Regions from separate parts of the Mus musculus genome. Here region 1 is linked to region 2. A link is a contact called in public Hi-C data. All regions are on one chromosome and are shown on one strand. The core of a region is the stretch at or near the end of the contact, and the rest is flanking DNA. Distances in the headings are between cores, read along the strand shown. Region 1 overlaps Plekhm3 (pleckstrin homology domain containing, family M, member 3). Region 2 overlaps Plekhm3 (pleckstrin homology domain containing, family M, member 3).

Region 1 (5,608 bases), core at 1,325-3,824, 65 kb after region 2:
GGCAAAGGAAAACTGGAATACAGTTCACACAAAAATGAACGGGGCACGCACACAGCAGGGTGCAGGGATGCTCCACATCCCAGGTCCTAACAACAAACTTCTTTTTCAGAGGTTCATTGTCAATCAATTAGCCAAGGCAACAGGGGTCTGTGAGATGGGGGTGCCCAGGGAAACAATGGGCTACCCTGTTGTATTACTATTTAATCACTTTTACTAAATAAATAGAGCAGCCCCGAGGTGCTGTCCTGTCAAGGGAATTTATAACAACAACAAACAACAACAACAACAACACACACACACACACACACAGAGGGAGGAAAAAGCCTTCATTTTCATTGGTCATTACTTTTTTCCTTCAGGACAAGAGAGGGTTATTACTGTAGCCTTAAGTCCCATCTTTGTGCTTCTTGCCTTTGATTCCCATTCGGACCCTGCCACTTTCTGGCACTAATTTGTCAGGCTGAACAAAGAGGGGATTTGTACCTCCTGTAAGGTCTCAATTAGGAATGGCTTCTGCTGTATTATGTGCCATTCAGAAGAGACACAATGCCGGTAATTACAGGAATTTGCACTAAATGGCTGAAGAATTCACAGCAAAACTTTTCCCCCCTTTGAGTTTACCCCTCCCAGGGCTGCAGGGGAAGAAAAAGGAAAGCAACAGCTCTTGATGCCAGAGATGCACAGTCACCAACAGCAGTCCTCAGAGGTTAAACAGCAGCCAGGGAACAGACCATAAAACCGGCAGAGGGAAGCACCGGAGGCAGCCCTAAGCCCACTCTTGGTCCCTTCCCACATTCAACTTCAGTCCCACTCATGAGCACTGCCCTAAGTGGGCCATCCAAATCACACCCAGACTACAGAACAGTCTCACGAGGAACAGTTTTGAAGGTGAGCACTGCATCCCTGTCACACCATATAGTCACAGGCTCTTGAAACTATTGTACTCAATTGCTAGGTTTCTTAATTGCTGGAAACTTAACTGTGTGCCCCAAAACCAAGAAAACGATGTATCTGCTGAGTAGGTACACATGTCAAATTCCTAAAGAAAACAAGCATGTTTTAATCTAATGTACATGGCAGTTATGAAAACCAAATTTAGAAACACTTATGGCCATATACTAGATATTTTAATAAACTGAACAATCACCTTTTAAGCATTAATATTTTTAAATCACAGGTTCCTTATTGTCAAATACAATGCTGAATTCCAGCCTGTGTTTCACTAAAGAAGCACACCTCATTTTCTATCGTAGACGCTTTTGACAGAGGCCATAGAAAAGCATCCCCAAATAACACTTCTGCAGCACCTCGCCCAGCATGCATTGCTCTGCTCAAGAACTTTCTGTGACGTCATGGTCAAACATGAAGTTCATCTGCATTGAGTGCCTTTTTTATAGTCCAGAAATGATCTTCTACAGTCCTACCTGGCTCTACCTACCTCTGACGGCTCGGGGATCTGGAATGTGGCTGTCACATCTGTGAATCTGGTCGTGGCTGCTATTTGGCAGTTACCAATGTTATTATTTAATATCTAACATTCCTAGCTGCCTACAGTCTAATGAGGGAAGGGGTTACGTCCACATTTCTAACACTCTGACCTCAGGCACAGCCATGCACTTGGCAAGCAGAGAATAAGCAAACGAGCACAGGAATGGGTTCTCAGCCGTCAGGAGGTGGGACTGGAGAGCTCAGGGGTCCTCAGGAGACTGGCGTGAACATGGTTAGCTTTCTGGAGAGCTCAGGGGTACCCAGGAGACAGACTTGAACATGGTTAGGCTTCTGTAGCAAGGGCTTGCTAAGCAGCCACGGAGCTGGAAAGGAAGCTATGCAGCTAGCACACACAACTATCCTAAGTCTAAGCATGAGCCAAGAAATATGGAGTTATGGCTCCCCATATAGCTTCAAAACCATAACCTCAGGCATCCTGGTATGGTCATGCTCCATTTTCTCTGTAGGAACTGTTTAAAACTTAAGAGACCTAAGAAGTCTTCACTTAGAGAAAGAATTTAGTGAAACAGGACCAACGGTCCATATTTTATATATGTAAAAGCCAATATTTGTAGCTCCTCTAAATAGCAACCAAATGACAACAGAATTAAGAGCCTACTCAGTGCAACCTTATTCATCCAAAATATTTAATGGGGGAGGGACTAAGTAAACATTAAAAACTTAACAGTCTAAAGAGATACACTAAAGCCATGAAAGTCTGTGAATTTGCTTCTCAATGAGTGCATGAAGTCCAATGTGCTAAACTGACTGGCAGCCTGGAAGGCAGACATGCTAGTTCTCTAGCTGCTTTTCCACCCGGTCTGTGTCATCAGCACACAGTTACAAAAAGCAAAGCAAGTGATTTAAATCACCAATGCTGAGAGAAGCATGGATCCTTAAAAGGGCCATCTGCTATAGCAACCTCTTGGACGACTAACAGCCTCCCACTAATTTAAAAAACATTCAGGTTTGTATAACAAAGCTTTTTCTTTTCTTTTCTTTTTCTTTTTCTTTTGAGACTCTGCCCCCTACAGGACACACAGAATAATTCCCAACCTGAGGCAGAAAAACAATCTTCCTGGTTTAGCACTGGGAACGAAAATGCCTGCAAACCACATATGCTGTAAAGGGAGTGAACTGGTTTTACTCTTGAATGCAGTACACTGTACGTTACACACTTACAAGTTAGCGGTCTCTCTGAGTTAGAAACGCACCTGCACCCCATCGGACTGCCAAGCCGAAGCATGAAGCACCAGCTGCGCAAGCGAGCAACCCAATTCCACTTGTAACCCTGTGCTGAGCTCCCTGCTCTCCGTACTCAGCTACCCCCAACAGTCCAGATTTATCAAGCTCCAAATTTAGACAGCCAAGGGATGCGTCGTGTCACAGGGAACTGGGTGACAGACACTGCCAGAAAGGTCTGCTCTCACCCATTATGTAATACTTTCCCTCTTCTTCGCTTCCTTCTTCGGGCCTCGGCTCCTCGCTTTGCCTTTCCCTGTTTTTCTCTCTCCAAGCTTTAGTTGCACTGGGCCTGCTCTCCAACACTCCCTTTACTCAATGCAATGCAACATATGGGCAATGCATGCTCCTTCAGGAAGCAAACTGAGAGACAGGTGAGAAGTGTTAACTGAGTGGCAGCCTTCACAGCCCACGCAGGGCTTTCTTCATTCTCTTACTATACAGTCTCTTAAGGCAGAGACTCCAGTGACTAACTTGAGAACAAGGCTGGGCTAGTCTCCTATTTTCCAATTACAAGGAATTTATGGACTCTATCAGCAATCTAATGTCACACAAGTAAGTATATTATGAATTCAGGATGCCTATCCTGTAAGCAATTAGTAGAGTATTACTGAATGCCTGAATTCCAAAATATAATAATATAGGCACCAAAAAAACACTGAAATGCTAACAATTTCAAGAATAAGTAAAATAAATAAATGACAAATTAAACAAACCAAAACTACTAAAGGTAGTATTTTCTTATCAAAAACACTTCCAAAAGTAGTTAACTGGTTCAGCACAGGTCTGCTCTTGTCATATATACAGACACACACACATTACCTCCTATGGCTTCTATGCTGGCTCTCAACGTGTTTTTGTTTTCTGAGACAGGTTTTCATGATCAATCCTAGACTGGTCTCAAACTGGCAATCCTCCTGCCTCGAAGCCTTCCCAGTGTTAGAACTACAGGTGGCACATCTGCTTGTGCTGGTATTTCTGGCTCAGAGTTTCCCCTTTTGCCATCCTCACTGCAAAGTTCCTATGCACAGTCACTAAGACCCTCCTTAAAGTCCATTGTTTTCCGATAGAAAGGTGGCCATCGTGACTCTAGTGAATTTAAAATGTAGGTTTTCATTCTGACCATCACCATTTGCTTTTTTCAATGCAGGGCAAGAACAGAGCATAAACTCTTGGCTGGTGGTGAGATCTTTTCACTTTTAAACGCATATTTATAAGTCTACAATGCTTGAATTAAAAATTTCTCCATCAGGCTTCCAATTAAGTCTGTCTTTGTGGTAAGTTATCATCACAAATGAAAGGGAGGTAACTTTAATTTAGCTTAGTAGGTGAACAAATCTGGTTTAGGGGGAGGTCTTTTCTCACCTTTCTCTTCCTATTTCAGTGTTTGTGAGAGGCGAGGAGAATGGGGATAAAGAGGAATAGCACTGTTGAAGAGCTCTGAGTGAGGTCCACTCTGTCAATCTTACAGTGTTCCAGGGACACTGGGCTTCTTCCCCTCCTATCTCAGCAGTCATCTGCTCTTCACCCTCTTTTGGCCATCCCCACGCTGTCCTCAATACTGACTTTATAGAGTCTACTGGAACAAGATTTGACAAGGTCATGATCAATTTCAGCTGCTAGCTAGGAACAACATTTGCCTTGCCTAAGGAATGTCAGTAGTTAGCTGGGATGCAAAGTTCTGTCATGAAACAATCTGTGACATGCACAGTTACAGTGATCATTATTCAAGAAGGCAGAGGAGATAGAATCCTGCTGACTCAGGAGGCCTAAATCCCATCCTGGCCAGGCATTGGCCAAGTCATTGTGATTCACTGAGGTAAGCATAGCTGCTTCTGTTTACATTACCAAAGGGCATTAGGATGGATAGATTTTGTTCGGTTTGGTTTATTTTTGAAAAAAGGCCTCACACTGTAACACAGTAGCCCTGACAGACCTGATACTTGATACGTAGCCCACACTAGCTTCCAACCTAACTTAGCCCCCTGTGCACTACTTAGATTTTATTTTATTTTATTTATTTATTTTATCTCACTTCACAGCCCTAGCTGACCTGGCACCCAGCATATTTTTAATGCAGTAAGTACACTTCTTAGAGAAGAGATGCTTTTGATATACAGACAATTGTAACACCAACATCTACATTGTTGAATGAGAAGGGTTAAAGGTGAAATGCCACATAGGGCTTGGGGAAGGAAGCTCCAGCATGAGCATCAGGCTAGATGAAATGTTTCATACCTGCACATTTGAAACTCTGAGCAGTGAGTCCTCGCTCCAAAGACAGCGTGGTCAGGATGCTCAGGAAGCTGGTGGTCACAGACTGGCGTTTGTTCTTCCGCAGCTCGCGGCCATCTAGCTGATCCTTGGGCTTGTTCCGCAGTGTGACTTGCAGGTTTTGCTCAGAACTCCTTGCAGCGTTGGCTGCTGTCTTCAGAGCCTCCATCCATTCCTGAGCCCTCTGTCGGGTCTCAGCCCGGAGGCGGAGGACATCCTGGGGAAAAATGACTTGAAAGCAAGAGTCACAACCATCCAGGTTGTCTATCTGCACAGCCAGACACACATCCACATTGTAGCTCAACAGGGGATCTTCGTCTAGCTTGCCGGGGTGGAAAGCCATAAGATAGGCCTTGCTCAGCACAAATGTAAAGGCCTTCCAGTTGTTTTGGACAGTCAGTCTGTAGAGTGTCCCTGATTTGAGGATATTTTGGTACTGTTTGGGGCTATCCAAGACAGGGGAGGCCAGCAGCCCACTGGATTTCTTCTGTAAACAGTGGTTCTGTGCACAGTCACCATGATGGATGAGTCCTGGAGAGTTTGCCATCTCACCCTGCCGTCCCATGTAATTGGGTACAGCAGCATGCACGACTTCCCAGAGCTT
Region 2 (4,935 bases), core at 2,307-4,806:
TTTTCTGGTGTCCTTGAAGATGACGTGAAAATGTGCTAGGAGGTTGGCATTTGGCACCAAAGGGTAAAATCCCATGGACACCACTAAGGTGACTGTGCCAGGAAGAGCCACTAGACCTTTCCTGAGAAATGAGCCCTTCAGTTGTTCCACGAACCATACAAACTGTTTCTGGCCTATTCATGCTTAATACATATTTGCTGAAGGAATGAATGCAAACGGAGGAAATACCCAGTCAGGGGTTTGGTCACAGAAAACTGGGCTCATGCTTCTGGTGAACAAGGAGAAAGTGAAGATTACAAACCCCACTTCTGCAGCTCTGGGCACAGTGGAATCTTATTCTTGAGAGGAATGCTACCATTGAACTCATTCCATGAATGTTTTGCTGAGACAATTGCCCAAATAATCCTTATGTACTAAATGGAATATTCTTCAGGAATGTCATGGCTAGTGATACTTTCTTTTCTTTCTGCTCTTAGTGGTGGGATATTACAACTCGTGTCACAGAGTGCTATGAGGTTACCCTACCAGAGTCTTCTTCCATTCCTGCGTGCCTGGCTCATACCTACAGGCCCTGAATGTAACTTATAATCTGCTCCTAGGAGGTCTTCCCTGACAGCCAAATTATGGGGAGGTTCCAATTACTACTACTGCATATCAAATTACCCTCAATCTAGTGGCATAAAACAGTCATGTTATTATGCCCACAGTCTGCAGCTCATGCGGGATACAGCAGAGGCGGCTTACTCTGTTCTAAACTACTTGCACTCATTTATACCCACCCTCAGCTAACAGGACACAAAGGTCAAGCCTGGACTTTTCCCTCATATACCCAGTGGTAGATGGTTGCTACCAATTCAGGCTCAGCTGGGATGTAAGCCATGAGGACTACATGTGGTCCCTCCCTGGGGTACCTTATAACATGATGGCTCATGCCAAGTCTTGAAGCTATATTACCTTTTTAATACCTTGGCCTTGAAAAATCACACAGAAAAACTTTCAATGTCACAGCCACCCAGCCAGATCCAGGGAAAGGGGATAAAAGCCCCACCTCTCAATGGGAGTAGGTAAGTGAGAGGTAAGAAAGCTCCACGGGACAGGAGGTGGTGTTCATCGCCCTTACAACCTGCCACAATCTGCTACACAAGGTTGAGCGTGTTTCCCAGTCATTTGGTACTCTAACACACTGACACAAATGGAGGAAAGCATACCTGACTGGCATCCATGGGCACCTTCACATATGTGCCATATACTACAACACACACACAGATTAAAAAAGTACAAATACGTCTTTAAAAGAGGCCAGAGCTGGCAAGACAGCCCAGTGGGTAAGGTGGCTTTCCTGAGGCCTGGTGGACTTTGGTAATGGAGCCCACACAGTAAAAGGAGAGGGCCAACCTCCACACGCACTGTGACATGAGCTACACAAGTAAGTATATTAAAAGTTAAAGGTAGCCATATCTATCTCACAGAGTTGTTTAGGGGATTAGATATAAGGGGTGTGCAGATGTGAGGTGGTATTATTCCAGAGCAGGGTAGTTTATAATACGCTTATATACCCTTGACAATGTGAAAAGTGGGAGAGGCGGTGGGTACAGTGGGGTGGTATGACTTGTACACCTCGCAGATGTAGACACACACAGGTCCCTGGGCTTGCTGACCAGCCAAGCTAGCCTACATGGTGAACCCTAGGCCACCTGAGAGACCCAATCAAAAACACAAGAAAGCAAAACATAAAGAAAACAAACCAATAAACGTGGACACTACTTGAAAAATAACATTGTAAGTTGTTCTCTGGTTTGTATGTGTACATGCATAAACACACAAGAACATATACACACAAATGAAAGAGAAAAATGGAGTCTTCAGGCACTCCTTGCTCATGGCCTGTACCACTGGAACATGCTTTAGCAATGCTTTTTAGCCATCAGAATATGGCAGAAATGGCAGTGCCTGGGTTTCTAAGGCCAGGCCACACAGAAAGAATTACATCACCTATCTCTTGCTCTCTTAAACCATCCTCAAGGCAGCTATCACATCCTGAGGACTCCTTGGACATCCTGTAGCGTGGCCCATGTGGGCTCAGACAAGAGGCCTCCCACTAACAGTCAGCCCTCATCTGCCAGCTGTGGGAGTAGCTGACACTGCTCCAGCTGGTGACCACAGGCCCCACCCAGTGTACTCCTTGCAACCTCAGCTCAACTGAACTTCTCAGGAATTCCTGGCCCATAACAACCATGAGAGACAATTACTGTTCACTCTTGTGTTAAATTATATGTTTGGGGTTAATCTGTTGTATAGCAATAGATAATGAACACACAGAAATATGCCCTACTAGCTGAATATAGCATGACAGGCTCACGTTCCTGGTGACACCTTCTCTGTGAGGTGTCAGGCTGGGCAGTCAGGCTATGGATAGCACAAGTGTTCTTTGGAAACAGTCCTTAATGAGTTCACATTATGATGGATTTTATATAAATGGGAAGAAACAACACAAAAATCACCACCAACACAGAGATGACTAAAAATAAGTAGGAGCCAAGTGTCCCAGACAACTGACTTCAATACTGACTGGCCACCTTCCAATTTTGTGGCTGCATCCTCAGCCATTAGATGGTGCTTGTGCCGAAGGGGCTTATGGGGACCATCAACTGAGCTCTCTTCACCTGCTTAATGGGGCTTCCTATCCAAATTCATAGAAGGTCATCATTCTGAGCTGGTTTTTAAAAAAGTTTCATTAAGTCTGTACTTGAATGTTAACATTTTTTCTGCTACAATCCTGTTCTTCTCCCCCAATCCTTTAATGCACCTGTGAACCACACTATAGTTGGGCACGATGCTAAGACTAACCAGCTACCATAAAGAACAATCTGTGCCACTGCCTTGTTGTTTACTTCCTTTATAAATCCCCTTCAAATCCCCTTCAGCCGCGCGCACACACACACACACACAAACAAAAAACAAACAAGAACTAAACTGAACTAAGCTGAACTGAACTGAACCAAACTATACTAAACCAAACTAAATTAAAAAAAATGCAGTCATTATGGTCGGTGGGAAGCACAGACTGAAGGCTTCTGTTCTGGATCTAGGACTTGTACATGGGACTTATCATTCGGTCCCTTCCACTTCCACACAGGATCAGGAACAGCCTGGGGTCTGATCAGGAGGCATGGACTGCCTGGCACCTGCTCAAGAAACACCTGCTCCCTTGAGACTGCCAAGCAACAGGGCCTTCAAAGAGTAACATTCAACCCCTTCTCACCACCTCAGAAAAAACCTTTGAGGAAAGCAGGCACATTCATTTTTCTAAATATTCATTTGCTTAAAAAGCATTTTCCCAAATACCTTATGTTTCCCCCCTAGTTCATTAATTGTATAGAACAGACCTGTAGAGTGGTTAACAGATTTACTGATGTCTTAACGATAGCTCACTCCTGCCACATCCCAGAATGTGTCCAGGGTTTCTGAAGGCACAGTAGCTACAGCAGACCCAAGCACTGGCTAGGGAGTGACGCAGGCGAGCTGTCAGGCTTTGTGTTTCTGCTTGTTAAATCCGAATGCTCCTAATTAGTTATTCTGCCCCATAATGCTTGGGTGGACAATGGTGCAGGGATCAGGGCTGCTGAGGCTATGAATACAAGTTCCTCAGCCTCCTGAGGCTTGGGGATTGGTGACTTGGTTGTGGGCACTGAAGCACTGTGTTCCTGCTGGCTGTGGACTCAGTGACATCAACCCTCACGTGAATAAAGGTCATCACCTGTTAGTACTTTGGCAGAAGGTCAGCTGCCCTGAGTGCCCACTTAGGCCTTTCCTTTGTCTGCTGCCTCTGTGAAGAGTGCCCACAGAGAACAACACTCTGTGAGTCTGTTTGCTTGGTGGGGGCAGGGCATACAAAGTGATTCACCAACATCCTTGAAGAATTCAGCAAAACATATCTTCAAAGACTGGCCTTGAACTGCCTTGGACATGGCCTTTTTGTGAACTTACTAGCTATAGCTCTAGAGAAGCTCTGAAGTGGACCACCAGATACATTGTTCCTGTACAACATTTCTGACAGACATTTATGTCACAGTGATGAATAGGGCAACTCTGCAAAATCTCAGCAGAGAAGTTTGCCATCCAGGGACATTTAGTGAGTGTTCAGAAAGATTGCAAAAATTAGCTAGGCTTGGAAGTGCATGCCTGCAATCCCAGCACTCTGGAGGCTAAAGCAGGAAGACTGGACTGGAAGTCAGCCTGTGTGGTACAGCAAGACCTGTCTAAAATACAAACAAAAATTGGGCGACATTAAACAACTCACAATTATCTTGATAGTCAAAAGCAGAGATCAGGGAGCTGGAGTGATGGCTCAGTGAGTAAGAGCACTTGCTGTGACAGGAGGAGGGCCTAAGCTCAGATTCCAAGAACCCATGTAAAAGCATGCTGGCTCTGAAAAGTTCAGGGTTAGTGAGAGAACCAGGTGGAAATGGATAGAGGCAGACACCTGACATAATCTTCTGGAATATGTATGCATGTATATGAGCATGTACACACACACACACACACACACACACACAAATGGCCGGGGTGGGGGGGGGACTATGCATCCCTTCCCTCCTATCTATCCAGCCACCCCACCACTGAATATGCACATGTGTGAGATGTTAATGCTAATTACTTCTGTGTGAAACAAGCGACCAACCCACCGACCAACTGTTCTAGGACACTCTGGAGAGGGATTTTGCATTTGGCTATAGCTCATTCTTTTCATGACTCTCCAGGTCTTCAGGCCCTCCCTCTTCTTTGGCATCCCTCCCACTCACAACTCTACTTAAAATCCTAAACTTTTCCATCTCTTTTCTTCATTAAAAGCAATTTATTGAGCCAGGTGGTGGCGGCACACACCTTTAATCTCAGGCAGAGGCAGGGGAATCGCTGAGTTATTGGCAGCCAACC

Evidence for each region. Hi-C and Micro-C count contacts between places; a contact is called where the count stands out from the background.
Region 1: a Hi-C map of cerebral cortex shows a contact between it and region 2, with 1.9 times the contacts expected there. The contact joins two enhancer-like sites. A contact is called at or near these places in 1 of 39 promoter capture datasets (the 3T3-L1 cell line), 10 of 484 Hi-C or Micro-C datasets (the 3T3-L1 cell line, the HPC-7 cell line, beige adipocytes and 6 more) and 1 of 9 other capture datasets (adipose tissue).

What each region holds. Positions count from the first base shown.
Region 1 is chr1:64,916,582-64,922,189 of GRCm38.p6, forward strand. Plekhm3 (pleckstrin homology domain containing, family M, member 3) reads right to left here. Exons shown (of 8, transcript NM_001039493.1): 3 at 4,969-5,608. Among named protein-coding and RNA genes, the nearest start is that of Gm51628, 33 kb to the left of the region's middle. Within about 2 kb of position 2,575, at least 73 of the 459 cell types and tissues checked have an H3K27ac peak or open chromatin away from gene starts, as enhancers often do. A contact at or near this core is called in cerebral cortex and pancreatic cancer cells, where this site is marked.
Region 2 is chr1:64,850,270-64,855,204 of GRCm38.p6, forward strand. All of the region lies in intron 6 of Plekhm3 (pleckstrin homology domain containing, family M, member 3), which reads right to left. Among named protein-coding and RNA genes, the nearest start is that of Gm51628, 34 kb to the right of the region's middle. Within about 2 kb of position 3,557, at least 81 of the 459 cell types and tissues checked have an H3K27ac peak or open chromatin away from gene starts, as enhancers often do. A contact at or near this core is called in cerebral cortex and pancreatic cancer cells, where this site is marked.